Linked DNA regions of Triticum aestivum: region 2 is linked to region 1. The links are chromatin contacts, called in public Hi-C maps. All regions are on one chromosome and are shown on one strand. Each heading gives the region's core, a stretch centred on a gene start, on an enhancer-like site or on the middle of the called end of the contact. The rest is flanking DNA. Distances are from core to core; before and after follow the strand shown. Region 1 holds the start of LOC123189219 (PI-PLC X domain-containing protein At5g67130). Region 2 holds the start of LOC123189220 (probable receptor-like protein kinase At1g49730).

Region 1 (6,789 bases), core at 2,866-5,365:
GTAGCCGTAATGGTCTCTTTCCGTCGGAGTCCGGGAAGTGAACACGGTCTTGTGTTATGATTGTACGTAAGTAGTTTCAGGATCACTTCTTGATCACTTCTACCTTCACGACCATTGCGTTGTTTCTCTTCTCGCTCTTATTTGCGTATGTTAGCCACCATATATGCTTAGTGTTGCTGCAGCTCCACCTCATTACCTTACCCTACCCATAAGCTTAAATAGTCTTGATCTCGCGGGTGTGAGATTGCTGAGTCCTCGTGACTCACAGATACTTCCAAACAGTTGCAGGTGCCGATGATACCAGTGCAGGTGACGCACTCAGCTCAAGTGGGAGCTCGCTGAAGATCTTGATCATTGTTTTGTTTCGTTTCCTATTGATCAGTAGTGGAGCCCAATTAGGATAATTAGGGATCTAGCATTTGGGGTTGTCTTCCTTTATTTTTGGTTCCGTAGTCGGACCTTGATTGTACTTTGGATGATGTATGTTTAACTTGTATTTGTGTGAAGTGGCGATTGTAAGCCAACTCTTTATCCCTTTCTTATTCAGTACATGGGATGTGTGAAGATTACCCCTCTTGCGATAAACCTATCATGCGGCTATGCCTCCAAGTCGTGCCCCGACACGTGGGAGATATAGCCACATTGTGGGTGTTACAACGACTCCATGAACTTGTTGTAGAAGTACTTCATTCGAATCCATCGTGTTTGCTTCAAAGTAAACAACTGTAGCGTCAGATTTCTTGGCAATGGCATTTGGCCGAACACTTACTAGGCGTGGTGTTTGCTATGGATGACGTCGGCAGGGAGCGGAGGTTACTTGTGTTGCGATGAAACCCAGTAGAACGATGGTGTAGTCCAAGGTGGGAAAGCACCTGCATGGTGCGGCGAAGGTCTGACAAGGCCTACATGGCGGTCGGAATTGTGTAGGGTGTGGATACACATCACATGAGGAAGGAGGAGTTGGAGAAGCCCGTCCCTCGTTTGGTGCCGGTTTGTGGGATTTCGAACATCCGGATCGGTCCAGACAATTTTGATGACCATCGTGGGATGGCAAAAAATATCTACACTGTCCGGTTCGGACATTTGCGGGGGATTTGATGATATGCGTTGGAGTTGCCCTTAGCTACCAAATATGCATAACTTCCAAACAAAAGAGTTCATCACATACATAACTTAGTACAAGCTACGTCATACAATGGCCGAATTTTGGCCTAGCAGAAATTTAACAGTAAAGTTTACTTGCAGCGTGCGATGAGAACCCGGCACATAAAATCTCTAGTTTGCATCTACGTATGATTTACAGTCTGCCAGCTAGTCAAAAGTTTTGCTGATTCAGAGTCCAATGTTCTTCTACAAGCATAATAGTAGATCAGTGAAGGTGGCTAGCAGCATCAGCTGCTGCCATCGCAACATGGCCGGCGGCTGCCACGAAGCGGCGTCTGAGGTCTTGTTGAAGATGCCTTTGGGCGTGCTCCCGCGCCGGCGCGGCGAGCATGTACCATTACTCTGCGCAAAACACACAGACAAATCTTGTGAACACTTTGCCGAAACATGCAGTAAACATTGGCAGGCAAGCATCGAGGCATGTATATTTACAGTGCAGGCAGCTATGCTTCCGCATCCACAAACCAGCCCGCCGTTGGCCTTGTCCGTGGCTTCCGCGGCGCCGCCTCCGTCGCTTCTCTGGGTAACCATCACCAGAAATTATTTGACATCATCAGCACTCAGCGAGTCCTCATCGTGCTCATATTCATCATAGAGTAACTAACTGATAACTGATAAGGATGTGATACCTTGTAGAAGTCGACGGCGATGAAGTTGGCCCATCTGTCCCCCGACGCGGCGTGGCAGGTGTCGAGCACGCCCAGCAGCTGCGCCGAGTTGTCCTTGCACGCCTCCGGGAAGTTGGGGAGGTCCCGGAAGTAGTTCACCAGCACCAGAGACCTCGACAGGTCGTTCATGGCCGCCGACTCGGCGCGGTTCGGGCACGACCCCTTCACCATCCCTTTGCTCCCATCTGCAGCACATGGAATGGACAGATACAACATCGTCAGGTTCTCCTTCCTGGCTAATCGCTCACGTGTGCTGACGGATCGATGATGATCGGCGCGCACGTACACTGGTTCTCGACGACGTAGCCCCACTCGTGTGCGAAGCCCTCGGCGGCCTCCTTGGCGGACCTGGAGGTGAAGACGAGGAGGCGGTGGTTGTCGCGGACCATGTCGCTGAGCAGCGGCCAGTCGCCGCCGTTCTTGGGCATGCGCCACACGGGGAACAGGTACGGCGTCAGGCCGGAGGCGTTGAACACCCGGGTGAGCCCCATGGGCGCCTCCACGTAGTCCTCGATGAAGATCGTGATCACCTCGGAGGGGTTCCTCCTCAGGAACGCCTCGATCTCCCGGAGCACGTTCACCGCCGGCGTCTGTCGTCGACGAACATGCAACGCTAGTTAGTCGTCGACGAGAGGGATTGGTCCTAGTAAAGTATAGTTTGGTTGGTGTTTTGTTACGAATGCGGTGAAGTTTCGGCATGCGCCTCCGTAGGAGTGGCAGAGCCATATGTCGTTGCGGAAGTCGTACATGTCCAGCATCAGCCCCCTCACGCCGTTCTGCGACACAAGAAATTCTATTGCTCTCTCTGTTTTTATTTAGTTCGCATATTAACTTTGGTCAAAGTCAAGCTTTACAAACTTTGATCAAGTTTATAAACAAAAATATTAAGATATACAATAACAAATCAACAACATTAGATTTATTATTGAATGTACTTTCACATCGTATAGATTTATTATGATAAATGTCTATATTATTTTCTACAAACTTGGTCAAACTTTACGAAGTTTGATTTCAGTCAACTCTAATATGCAGAGTAAATAAACAGTCAAATCTAATATACAGAGTAAATAAAAACGAAGGGAGTACTTGGGACCTAACCCTTGAGCTCGAGAATGGCATCAATTTTACGTTGGAAGTAGTAATTCCGAGGGACTCTCGTCCCGTCCACAGATCACATCGTGTTTATTTCAGCGAGGACTGAATGCGACCAGAAATGGACGTGCTATCCGAATTGGAGCAGACACCACACGTCTCACCCACACTGGATACAAAGAGAGGAGTGCCCGTCACGGGTGGCTGCCATGTGTGCGGTGTGGGTAGTCCTTGCAGCTAGCATTGCCGCGCCAACGCTCCAAGCAAGCGTGTGGGCGTGCACGCAAACCAGCGACAGAAAAAGACCGGCGCCTGGAGGTGCGCTGCGCCTTGGACACGTGGACGAGGATCTTTGACATGTGTTGCGTCCGGGGACACCTCACCCCACCGCGGCACGCTGACAGGGTCTAACATGGACTCTAATACTCGCCGGTCCCACAGGTCAGCAGGTAGACGGAAGAGAGAGCAGAGCCAGAGCGGGAGCGAGAGCGGGCGGGGATGGACTCACATTGAGCTGCTCGGCGATGGTGTCCTGCTGGTTAAACGCCGTGACGATGGCCGTCCCGGTCTGGGACTGGGTGCCCAGCCGCGCGAAGGAGTTGTGCGTCGTCAACCACGCGTAGCGGTTGAACGGCAGCCCCCGGTCCTTGCTCTGCGGGTCGACGGGGGTCACGCGGGTGCAGCGCGGCCGCACGTTGCCGTCCACCACGCACGTCTCGCAGTGCAGCCCGGCGTCGCAGTTCCGCGACAGCGCGCACGTCTCGCCCACCTGCATGCAGTGCAGCAGCCGGAGATCATGTCCGTCCACGGGAGCGCAGCGCAATCACAATCGCCGCCGAGAAAGCTCAATGTCACTGGTGACATGTCCAAAACCACCGGCGAGCGTACCTTCCGTGCGGAGACGGCGACGGGGCACGAGCACAGGAAGGCGGCGGCAACGGCGAAAGCCACGACGAGGAGCACCGTCTCCTTGGCCATCTCAATTCTTCTTGCCGCGGCCGCCCTCCTCCGGCAAGCTCTGCCCTGCGCTGCGCGGCTGGTCCTCCCAGAGACGGCGGACAGCGGAAGCTGGTGGAGGAGCAAGCCTGCAATCCTTGTGTTGTGTGGCTTGTAAGGCCGGACATTCCAGGTTTCGTCGCTTGCTTATGTGTGTGGTTTACGCTCTGTTTTTCCGCGTCGCTCATCTTGGTCGCTGGCTGCGGCGTTTGTTTGTTATTGCGCTTGGCCCCATGTGTCAGTCAAGGGGACAGAGTGATGGTACGGGTGCGGGCTCATCCAGTTGCGGTGGTCAGGTGCAATGTCAAATAGTCGTTGTCATACTACGATAGGGGGTGTTAGAGCAACTCCCCGACCCATTTCATCCGTCAGCATAAGTTTGGGTCGGCGCGGACAAAAATGGAGGCTCAACGCGCCGACCCAAACTCAAATCGTGTCCGTCCGGCGTCCGCGCCGATCCACTTTCGGTTCAAAATTGCGCCTTGAATGCGTCGGCGCGAACGCGAAACGGACGCGCCGCGCGTCTCGCCGTCTGCCGTGACCCCACCTGACGGCCACCCAACCGCCACGGTCAACATAATTTATGACGACTACCTACCTTGGGCCCACGCGTCAGCGACGGCGGTAGTCCTTTTTTAAGCCGGACGTGCGGCCGGGCCGTCCTCATCCACTTACCACTCGCCCCACGTCCCCATCTGGCACCCCTGCCCTCATGCCAGCGACAACCCTAGCCACCGCCAGCATGGGTTTCTTCTCCGGCATCGGCAGCAGCCGCAAGGGCAAAGCCCCCGCCCGCCATTCCCCCTCCCTCCCCGCCCTCCTCGCGCCGGCGCGCGCTCCCCGGCAAAGGCAGCGCATCACCAGGCCGAGTAGCACTGGCACCACCGCGTGCCTCTGCCGTACCCGGACGTGACGCTGCCGCATGACTGACATTTGGATCCGGAGAGGATCCCGGTGCCGGCGGCGCCGCGGACGGCGAGGGCCCATGCGGAGGAGGTGCGGCGCCGGCGGGCGTTGCTGACGTCGGAGCAGCGCGCCGACCCGCACTTCGCCGCCGACTCGCCCAACTGGGCTCGATGGTTCGCCTTCGAGCACGAGGAGACGAGGCGACGCGGCGTCCGCGGCGTCAACCACAGCCTGCCGCCGCCCGCGCTCATCGTCCGCGACGAGGACCAGGAGGCCGAGGACACCTACCAGGCAGCCATCAAGGAGAGCGAGGAGGAGGAGCGGCGGACGAGGCGGCCATGGCCCTCTCCGCGGCGGGCGACTGCGTCGTGCCGCCAATGGCCCCACCGTCCCCGCCCAAAACCGAGTCGGAGGAGCCGGCCTACCGCGAGCGCTACTCCTGGACCGGATTAGTGCGCGAGTGGGTCAGCGCTCAGCCGATCTGGTTCGGGGCGACGGAGAAGTAGGAGGCGGCCTACCTCGACCACTGGCGCCGTGTTCGGCTGGCCGAGGAACGTCGGGAGGGCGAGCGTCTGCAGATGCTCGAGCGCGAGGCGACGAGGAGGCGCGCCAGGCCCAGGCAGCGGCGGCAAAGCCCGACACCACCGCTGTCTGAAACACGGCGTTCCCCTGGGCCGACCCTGCGCCGACGTTGATCAACCTCACCGGTCCCGACGCAGATGTTGCCGCCGACGAGGACGCCTAGGGCAGCGCGTCGTCTTGTTTTTAGTGTTTTTATTAATGTAATGTGGACTTTCGCCGGCCTTCGTGACCGGTTTATATGTTTAATTAAATGCATATATTTATTTTCAAACTGCTCGCTATATTTTTTTGGCGCGTCGAGGAAATAGGTCGGGCCAGCGTTGGGCGCTCGCGCCGACCCAAACACAGCGCCGGACGTTTATGTCCGCCGGGCCGATCCAAACGGACAAAAAGCGGACAAAAGCGCCGTCCATTTGAGTCGGCCCGTTGGAGTTGCTCTTAGGCCAACTCCACCGCGTGACCCTATCCTATCCGGCCCCGTCCGTTTGGGGTAAAACGGACAAACGAGGCGGCCCAGCGCGCGACGGCCCGGACCCATCTTGTCCGTTTTGTGTCCGGGCCGACCCATTTCGAGCACAAACTGTTGGAAATATGCCCTAGAGGCAATAATAAATTGGTTATTATTATATTTCCTTATTCATGATAATCGTTTATTATCCATGCTAGAATTGTATTGATAGGAAACTCAGATACATGTGTGGATACATAGACAACACCATGTCCCTAGTAAGCCTCTAGTTGACTAGCTCGTTGATCAATAGATGGTTACGGTTTCCTGACCATGGACATTGGATGTCGTTGATAACGGGATCACATCATTAGGAGAATGATGTGATGGACAAGACCCAATCCTAAGCCTAGCACAAGATCATGTAGTTCGTATGCTAAAGCTTTTCTAATGTCAAGTATCATTTCCTTAGACCATGAGATTGTGCAACTCCCGGATACCGTAGGAGTGCTTTGGGTGTGCCAAACGTCACAACGTAACTGGGTGGCTATAAAGGTACACTACAGGTATCTCCGAAAGTGTCAGTTGGGTTGGCACGAATCGAGACTGGGATTTGTCACTCCGTGTAAACGGAGAGGTATCTCTGGGCCCACTCGGTAGGACATCGTCATAATGTGCACAATGTGATCAAGGAGTTGATCACGGGATGATGTGTTATGGAACGAGTAAAGAGACTTTCCGGTAACGAGATTGAACAAGGTACCGGATACCGACGATCGAATCTCGGGTAAGTATCGTACCGATAGACAAAGGGAATTGTATACGGGATTGATTGAATCTACGACATCGTGGTTCATCCGATGAGATCATCGTGGAGCATGTGGGAGTCAGCATGGGTATCCAGATCCCGCTATTGGTTATTGACTGGAG
Region 2 (6,875 bases), core at 4,037-6,536, 310 kb after region 1:
TTCGCTATATCGCGAGGGCTAGGGTTGGGGCCGCATTGCTACGCTAGCTCAGAACGTGCCAGGCGGTCTTGTTGTAGGGTACTCCGGGCGCGCTTGACAGTGTCCGGCTTTTTGAAGGCCGAACTGGAGAACTGCCTAGAGAGGCTGCTTTGTACTTCTGCTGCGAGCGCTGCCGTGTGCTCCTCCGTTCGGAGGGAGCGTTCAGTGTTCCCATTGACCGTGATTACTCCTCTAGGGCCTGGCACCTTGAGCTTGAGGTATGCATAGTGCGGTACCGCGTTGAATTTTGCGAATGCGGTTCGCCCGAGCAGTGCGTGATAGCCACTACGGAACGGGACTATGTCGAAGATTAACTCCTCGCTTCGGAAGTTATCCGGAGATCCGAAGACCACTTCTAGTGTGACTGAGCCTGTACAGTTGGCTTCTACACCTGGTATGACGCCTTTAAAGGTCGTTTTGGTGGGCTTGATCCTCGAGGGATCTATGCCCATTTTTCGCACTGTATCCTGGTAAAGTAGGTTCAGGCTGCTGCCGCCGTCCATGAGGACTCTTGTGAGATGAAATCCGTCAATGATTGGGTCTAGAACCAATGCAGCGAAGCCGCCGTGACGGATGCTAGTGGGGTGGTCCCTTCGATCAAAGGTGATCGGGCAGGAGGACCATGGGTTGAACTTTGGGGCGACTGGCTCCATCGCATATACGTCCTGTAACGCACGCTTCCGCTCCCTCTTGGGGATGTGGGTTGCGTATATCATGTTCACCGTCCGCACTTGCGGGGGAAATCCCTTCTGTCCACCGTTGTTCGGCGGCCTGGGCTCCTCCTCGTTGTCGCTATACAGCCCCTTGTCTTTGTTTTTGGCTCTTAACTTGCCTGCCTGCTTGAACACCCAACAATCCTTGTTGGTGTGATTGGCTAGCTTTTCGGGGGTGCCTTGTATCTGGCACAAGCGGTCGAGTATTCGGTCCAAACTGGACGGGCCCTGAGTATTTCTTTTGAATGGCTTTTTCCGTTGACCGAATTTGTAGCCTCGGAATCCGGCATTAACTGTCGTATCCTCGTTGTTGTCGCTGTAAACGTGGCGCTTTTGTTTGTTCCGGCACGACCTGTCGCTTTTGTCCTTGGTATTCAAATTACCAGGGTTCTTGGTTAAATTGTTGTTGCGAGCTAGCCAGCTGTCTTCTCCCGCGCAAAAGCGGGTCATGAGTGTCGTGAGGGCTGCCATAGATTTCGGCTTTTCCTGTCCCAGGTGCTGGGCAAGCCACTCGTCGCGGATATTATGCTTGAAGGCCGCTAAGACCTCTGCGTCCGGACAGTCGACTATCTGGTTTTTCTTTGTTAGGAACCGTGTCCAGAATTGCCTGGCCGATTCCTCTGGCTGCTGAATTATGTGGCTTAGGTCATCGGTGTCCGGTGGTCGCACATAAGTGCCCTGGAAGTTGTCAAGGAATGCGGCTTCCAGGTCCTCCCAAGAACCGATTGAGTCTGCTGGCAAGTTGTTAAGCCAATGTCGGGCCGGTCCCTTAAGTTTGAGTGGGAGGTATTTGATGGCGTGTAGATCATCACCGCGGGCCATGTGGATATGAAGGAGATAATCCTCGATCCATACCGCAGGATCTGTTGTGCCATCGTACGATTCGATGTTTACGGGTTTGAAGCCCTTAGGGATTTTATGATCCATTACTTCATCTGTGAAGCATAGTGGGTGTGCGGCGCCTCTGTATTGGGCTATATCACGATGCAGCTCGAAGGAGCTTTGTCTGTTGAGTTCGGCCCGGCCGGATTCATTGCATTCGGAGTGACGATCACCGTCACGTGCCATGGGGCGCCTGCGCGATCCGTAGATTGATCTTGTTTGCCTTGCCTTGTCCTCTAGTATGTCGCGCAGGTCGGGTGCATTTTCCCGTGCCTTAGTATGCTTGACGCGGCGCCGGGGCATGGCTTGAGTGGAGGGCCGAGAGGCCTCGCTGTCGCGGCCACGAGGTGGCCGGTCGGCCATGTCATGCGCTGGTGATGTAGGTGTTTCCTCCTCTAGTCGGGTAGCAGCCTGCGCTTTGGGTAACTCTTGGAGGGGCATTCGAGTTCATACTCTTCGGCCGCAAGGACTTCAGTCCATCTGTCAGCTAGCAAATCCTGATCAGCTCTAAGATGTTGCTGCTTTTTCTTGAGGCTGCTTGCCGTGGCCATAAGCATGCGTTTAAAACGCTCTTGTTCGGCGGGATCCTCTGGCACGACGAACTCGTCGTCGCCGAGGCTTGCCTCATCTTCGGAGGGAGGCGTATAATTATCATCCTCAACCTCTTGGTCCGCCGCCCTCTCGTGAGGGCTGGCTTCTCTGTCCTCCTGTGCTGAATCTTGCTGGAGGGGGTGTTCTTCGGCGCTATCCGGAGTAGTATTATCTCCCGTGCCAGAATCACCGTTTTTGCTTTGGCGGGATTTAGAGCGGCGCCGCTGACGCCGACGCTTGGGCTGTTTCTTAGAGGTATCGTCCCCCGTTGTTCCATCGCCATCTCCATCCTTTGGAGTGTCCACCATATATATGTCATATGACGAGGTGGCCTTCCAGCGCCCTACAGGTGCTGGTTCTTGTTCGTCTCCTGCATCGTTGTCCATGCTGTCGATGTCTTCGGAGTCGAAGTCAAGCATGTCGGTTAAGTCGTCGACAGTGGCTACGAAGTGGGTGGTGGGTGGGTTTTGAATTTCTTCATCGTCCGTATCCCAACCTTGTTGACCGTAGTCCGGCCAGGGCTCTCCTGATAAAGAGAGAGACTTTAGAGAATTCAGGATGTCGCGAAGGGCGAGTGCTGAAAGATGTCCGCGGCGGTGAACTCCATTATCGGCGCCCAATCAGATTCGATCGGCAGGGGCACGGGGGGCTCGGAGTTCGGAGAGGAATCCGGCTCCTCGGAGTCACGGGCCATGCAGAGTGCGGGGCTGGAGTTCGGCTCGATCGCCTCTGAGATCGCAGCCCCTGAGGCAGCGTCCAACCACTGATCCTCAATCGGCGCAGTAGGCTCCGAATCAATGGTCGGAACTGGTGCGTGTGCGGCCTCGAAAGCGCTGTTCGGCGGCAGAGCTATATCATGCCCATCGAGACAGTGCGGCGCGCTTGGCGGTGGCTCGAATCCATCGAAGATCAAGTCCCCGCGGATGTCAGCCGTGTAGTTTAGGCTTCCAGACCTGACCCGATGGCCAGGGGCGTAGCTTTCGATCTGCTCAAGGTGGCCAAGCGAATTGGCCCGCAGTGCGAAGCCGCCGAAGATGAAGATCTGTCCGGGGAGAAAAGTCTCACCCTGGACTGCATCGTTGTTGATGATCGAAGGAGCCATCGGGCCTAAAAGCGACGACACAGAGGAACTCTCAATGAAAGCACCAATGTCGGTGTCAAAACCGGCGGATCTCGGGTAGGGGGTCCCGAACTATGCATCTAGGCCGGATGGTAACAGGAGGCAAGGAACATGATGTTTTACCCAGGTTCGGGCCCTCTTGATGGAGGTAAAACCCTACGTCCTGCTTGATTAATATTGATGATATGGGTAGTACAAGAGTAGATCTACCACGAGATCAAGGAGGCTAAACCCTAAAAGCTAGCCTATGGTATGATTGTCGTATGATGAAGTTGTCCTACGGACTAAAACCCTCCGGTTTATATAGACACCGGAGAGGGTTAGGGTTACACAAAGTCGGTTACAATGGTAGGAGATCTTGAATATCCGCATCGCCAAGCTTGCCTTCCACGCCAAGGAAAGTCCCATCCGGACACAGAACGAAGTCTTCAATCTTGTATCTTCATAGTCCTGGAGTCCGGCTGAAGGTATAGTCCGGCTACCCGAACACCCCCTAATCCAGGACTCCCTCACCCGGGCCACCCTTGGCGCTACAGTAATTACTGTAGCTACAATACGCTACTGTAGCTAAAGTTAACGAAGGATTTCCTCTCCACGACCAGGGCCATGGCCTGGGCAGCCCGGGTCCTGGCTACGCCCCTGCTTGGCAGCATAGATTGCATGCACTGGGAGTGGAAGAATTGCCCTTCTGCTTGGCACGGACAGTATGAGGGCCATGTCAACGCTTGCATTGTCATACTAGTCCGTGGCGTCTCAAGATCTCTGGATCTGGCACTCTTTCTTTGGCATGGCCGGATCACACAATGATATCAACGTGCTTCAGCGTTCGCCGGTGTTTGCTAGGCTTGCCGAAGGCGACAACCCACCGGTGAACTTTACTATCAACGGCCACAACTACGACAAAGGATACTACCTGGGTGACGGTATCTATCCTCAGTGGACCACTATTGTCAAGACAATTCCCAACCCTGTCGGAGAGAAAAGGAAAAGATTTGCCCAAGAGCAAGAGAGTGCTAGGAAGGATGTCGAGCATGCCTTTGGTGTTTTGCAATCTCGATGAGGCATCGTTCGGTATCATGCTAATACTTGGAGCACGCAGAAACTGTGGGAGGTGATGACTGCTTGTGTGATTATGCACAATATAATCATAGAATATGAGCGTCCGGAACGTCCGTATGATCAAGGGTTTCAGTTTCAGGGTGAGAATGTTGTGCCTGAGCATGAATGAGCGGCAACGTTTGAACAGCTCATCCAATTTCATCATGACATGCGTGATTGAAAACTCACTTGCAACTGCAAAATGATTTGGTTGAGTATATGTGGGCTCATGTTGACAACCAATAGATGTATCTTATTTATTCGGCTTGCAAAACTATGTGAGACATTTTTTATGTTTATTCAGCTTGTAAAACTATACTATTTTATTCGATTCAAACTATCTTACTTAACTATATACTTAAATGCAAAATCAATGGAAAAATGAGCTATTTGTTAAAATAGGGCGGCTAGCCGGCCACGCCGGTACATATGGCTCGATGTGTTAGACACGCTGCCGATCCATATCTAAAACAGGGCGGAGCCGGGTGGGCGGCCGATCCAAACGGACAAAAAGCGAACGAAATCGTCATTCTTTTGAGTCGGTCCCTGAGGCTGGAGGGAGGTCGACCGCAAGCATCTGGGGCTCACCAGGCCATCGCCCACAAAAGGACACGATCAACACTCGCACAGTACTGGTTCTTGGATACGGCGACGGGTTTGTTTGGTCGCGTGGCCCGGTGAGAGTCAGACTACCGCGCCATGTGCACCCCACCCGTGGTCCGCGGAGCCGGAGCAGACTCCCCAAGTCGTCCGCGTCGCTCGCATTCGCAGTTCCGCGCACCCGTGCCCGTGACCGGGAGGAGCCCATCCCAAAACCCCCGTCCCCCGCCCACTCTTCCACGCGCGGCTAGAAAAAGGCGCCGCGCTGCGACCCGCAAAGCAAAGAGGAAAAGGAAAGCGGCAGCGCCGCGGCCGCAGTCAGCAACACAAACGAGCATATTGGGTTGGCGTCGGGGCACCGTCAGCCTGGCATCCCATTCCTTCCTTCCGCGCCCTCACCGGACAAACCCCACCTTTCCGCTCCTGTTCATCTCTCGCTGCGCCCGACACGAGGGCTGCACCGCGCCGCCGGCCCCCGGATGCGGCGTCCCGGGCCGCTCCTCTGCGCGGCGCTGGCCGCCGCGGCCGTCGCGCTCCTGGCCCCGCTTCCGCCCGCGGCGATCGCGGCAGGTAAACCGTTCTCGTCTCTAGCAACTGGTTGAAGCCCACTCCGCTCCAGTGGCGGAACAGCATTAGCTGCATTTGGTATTTGGGGTTCGAGGGATCGGTCGGCGACGGCGACGGCTGTGGGCGCGCTTCGCTCAATCACTGATTTCGATTTCTCCCCTTCCGACGCCCATTCGATGCGTCCCTAAAGCCTTTGAGTTTTCTCTAATGGTTCAGCCCAGAATATTGGTACAGTACTGTAGATTTAGGACTTCATTTTTAGGAGAGGCTAACGCGAATAGCAGGCATTTTAGGTGCGAGATGTAGCCCGGGAACAATCCCTAAGCACGACTGGTACGGGGCGCATTTTTCGCCTGCATTCTTCTGTAGACGCAGTGTAGTTGGCAGCGACGGCCTCTGCTCTCAGGGCCTACTCTGCTCACTCCCCCTCGCGTTGGAGTCCTTCCTTAGGCCATTCAATTCCCTTACCTAATGGGGTTGCTGTACACGTACGACTGGGCCGATGGACTTTCATGGCTCTTGGGTTTCAATAGCCGTTGGACTTGGCTGTCCGTGAGGGTTTCAGTCCTGGCATTTGGCGTTACTGAACCACTGATAATGTCACAAGATATTTTTGATTTGCCTGATGTTCCTCAGGTGCACATGGGTTGTTTTATCGCTTATATGTGCTAGCCTAGAGTGTACCATCAAATGCTCTATATTCGGTTTCGTAGCAGCTCTGGTGTAATGAGGGAAATATGGATAGTATGACATTTATGGCAGGCAATCCATTAGGCACGTACCCAGCTAGTACTGGTCATGTGGCCTATTCCCAATGGTGTTAACTCCACTTCTGCTAGATACGAGCACAATTCACGCTGTGAGCATAAGCTGTGCTGCACCTACAAATCACGCTTGCTGTACTACATCAGTTACGCGTTTTTCTCTTTCTGTGTGTGTGTGGCATCCGCTTTGCCAAATTTAGTGAAGATACAGAGTGATGAGTCTCCTCTTTCAAAAGTTTTGTGATTATGGACCGGCCATACTTGCATCGTTACTCATGTTTGTTGCTTGACCATGCAGATTGTCCGTTAGATTTCAGTTGGCCAAACTTTGCGCTGATAGCTTCTGTATGCTCGGATCAGAATGGGCACTCAAAGTGTTGCCGCTATATCAATGCCGTCCTCGCGGTCTCATCTGCAATGTATGCGAACACAACAGGCACTCTTGGGGTTCCATCTGAACTTGCCGATGCCTGTATTCGCAATATCTCAGACACCTTCGTG

The links. A called contact is a pair of places that touch in the nucleus more often than the background predicts.
Region 2: a Hi-C map of leaf shows a contact between it and region 1, with 5 times the contacts expected there. The contact joins the promoter of LOC123189220 here to the promoter of LOC123189219 in region 1. A contact is called at or near these places in 2 of 5 Hi-C or Micro-C datasets (both in leaf) and 1 of 1 datasets of contacts at active chromatin or transcription factors (leaf).

Annotation. Positions count from the first base shown.
Region 1 is chr2A:523,281,973-523,288,761 of IWGSC CS RefSeq v2.1, forward strand. It overlaps LOC123189219 (PI-PLC X domain-containing protein At5g67130), which reads right to left and starts at 4,116. Exons shown (of 7, transcript XM_044601582.1): 1 at 3,816-4,116; 2 at 3,436-3,696; 3 at 2,510-2,608; 4 at 2,119-2,422; 5 at 1,794-2,017; 6 at 1,597-1,683; 7 at 1,125-1,506. The coding sequence starts at 3,905. The coding sequence ends at 1,351.
Region 2 is chr2A:523,585,992-523,592,866 of IWGSC CS RefSeq v2.1, forward strand. LOC123189220 (probable receptor-like protein kinase At1g49730) reads left to right here and starts at 5,287. Exons shown (of 9, transcript XM_044601584.1): 1 at 5,287-5,613; 2 at 6,673-6,875. The coding sequence starts at 5,523.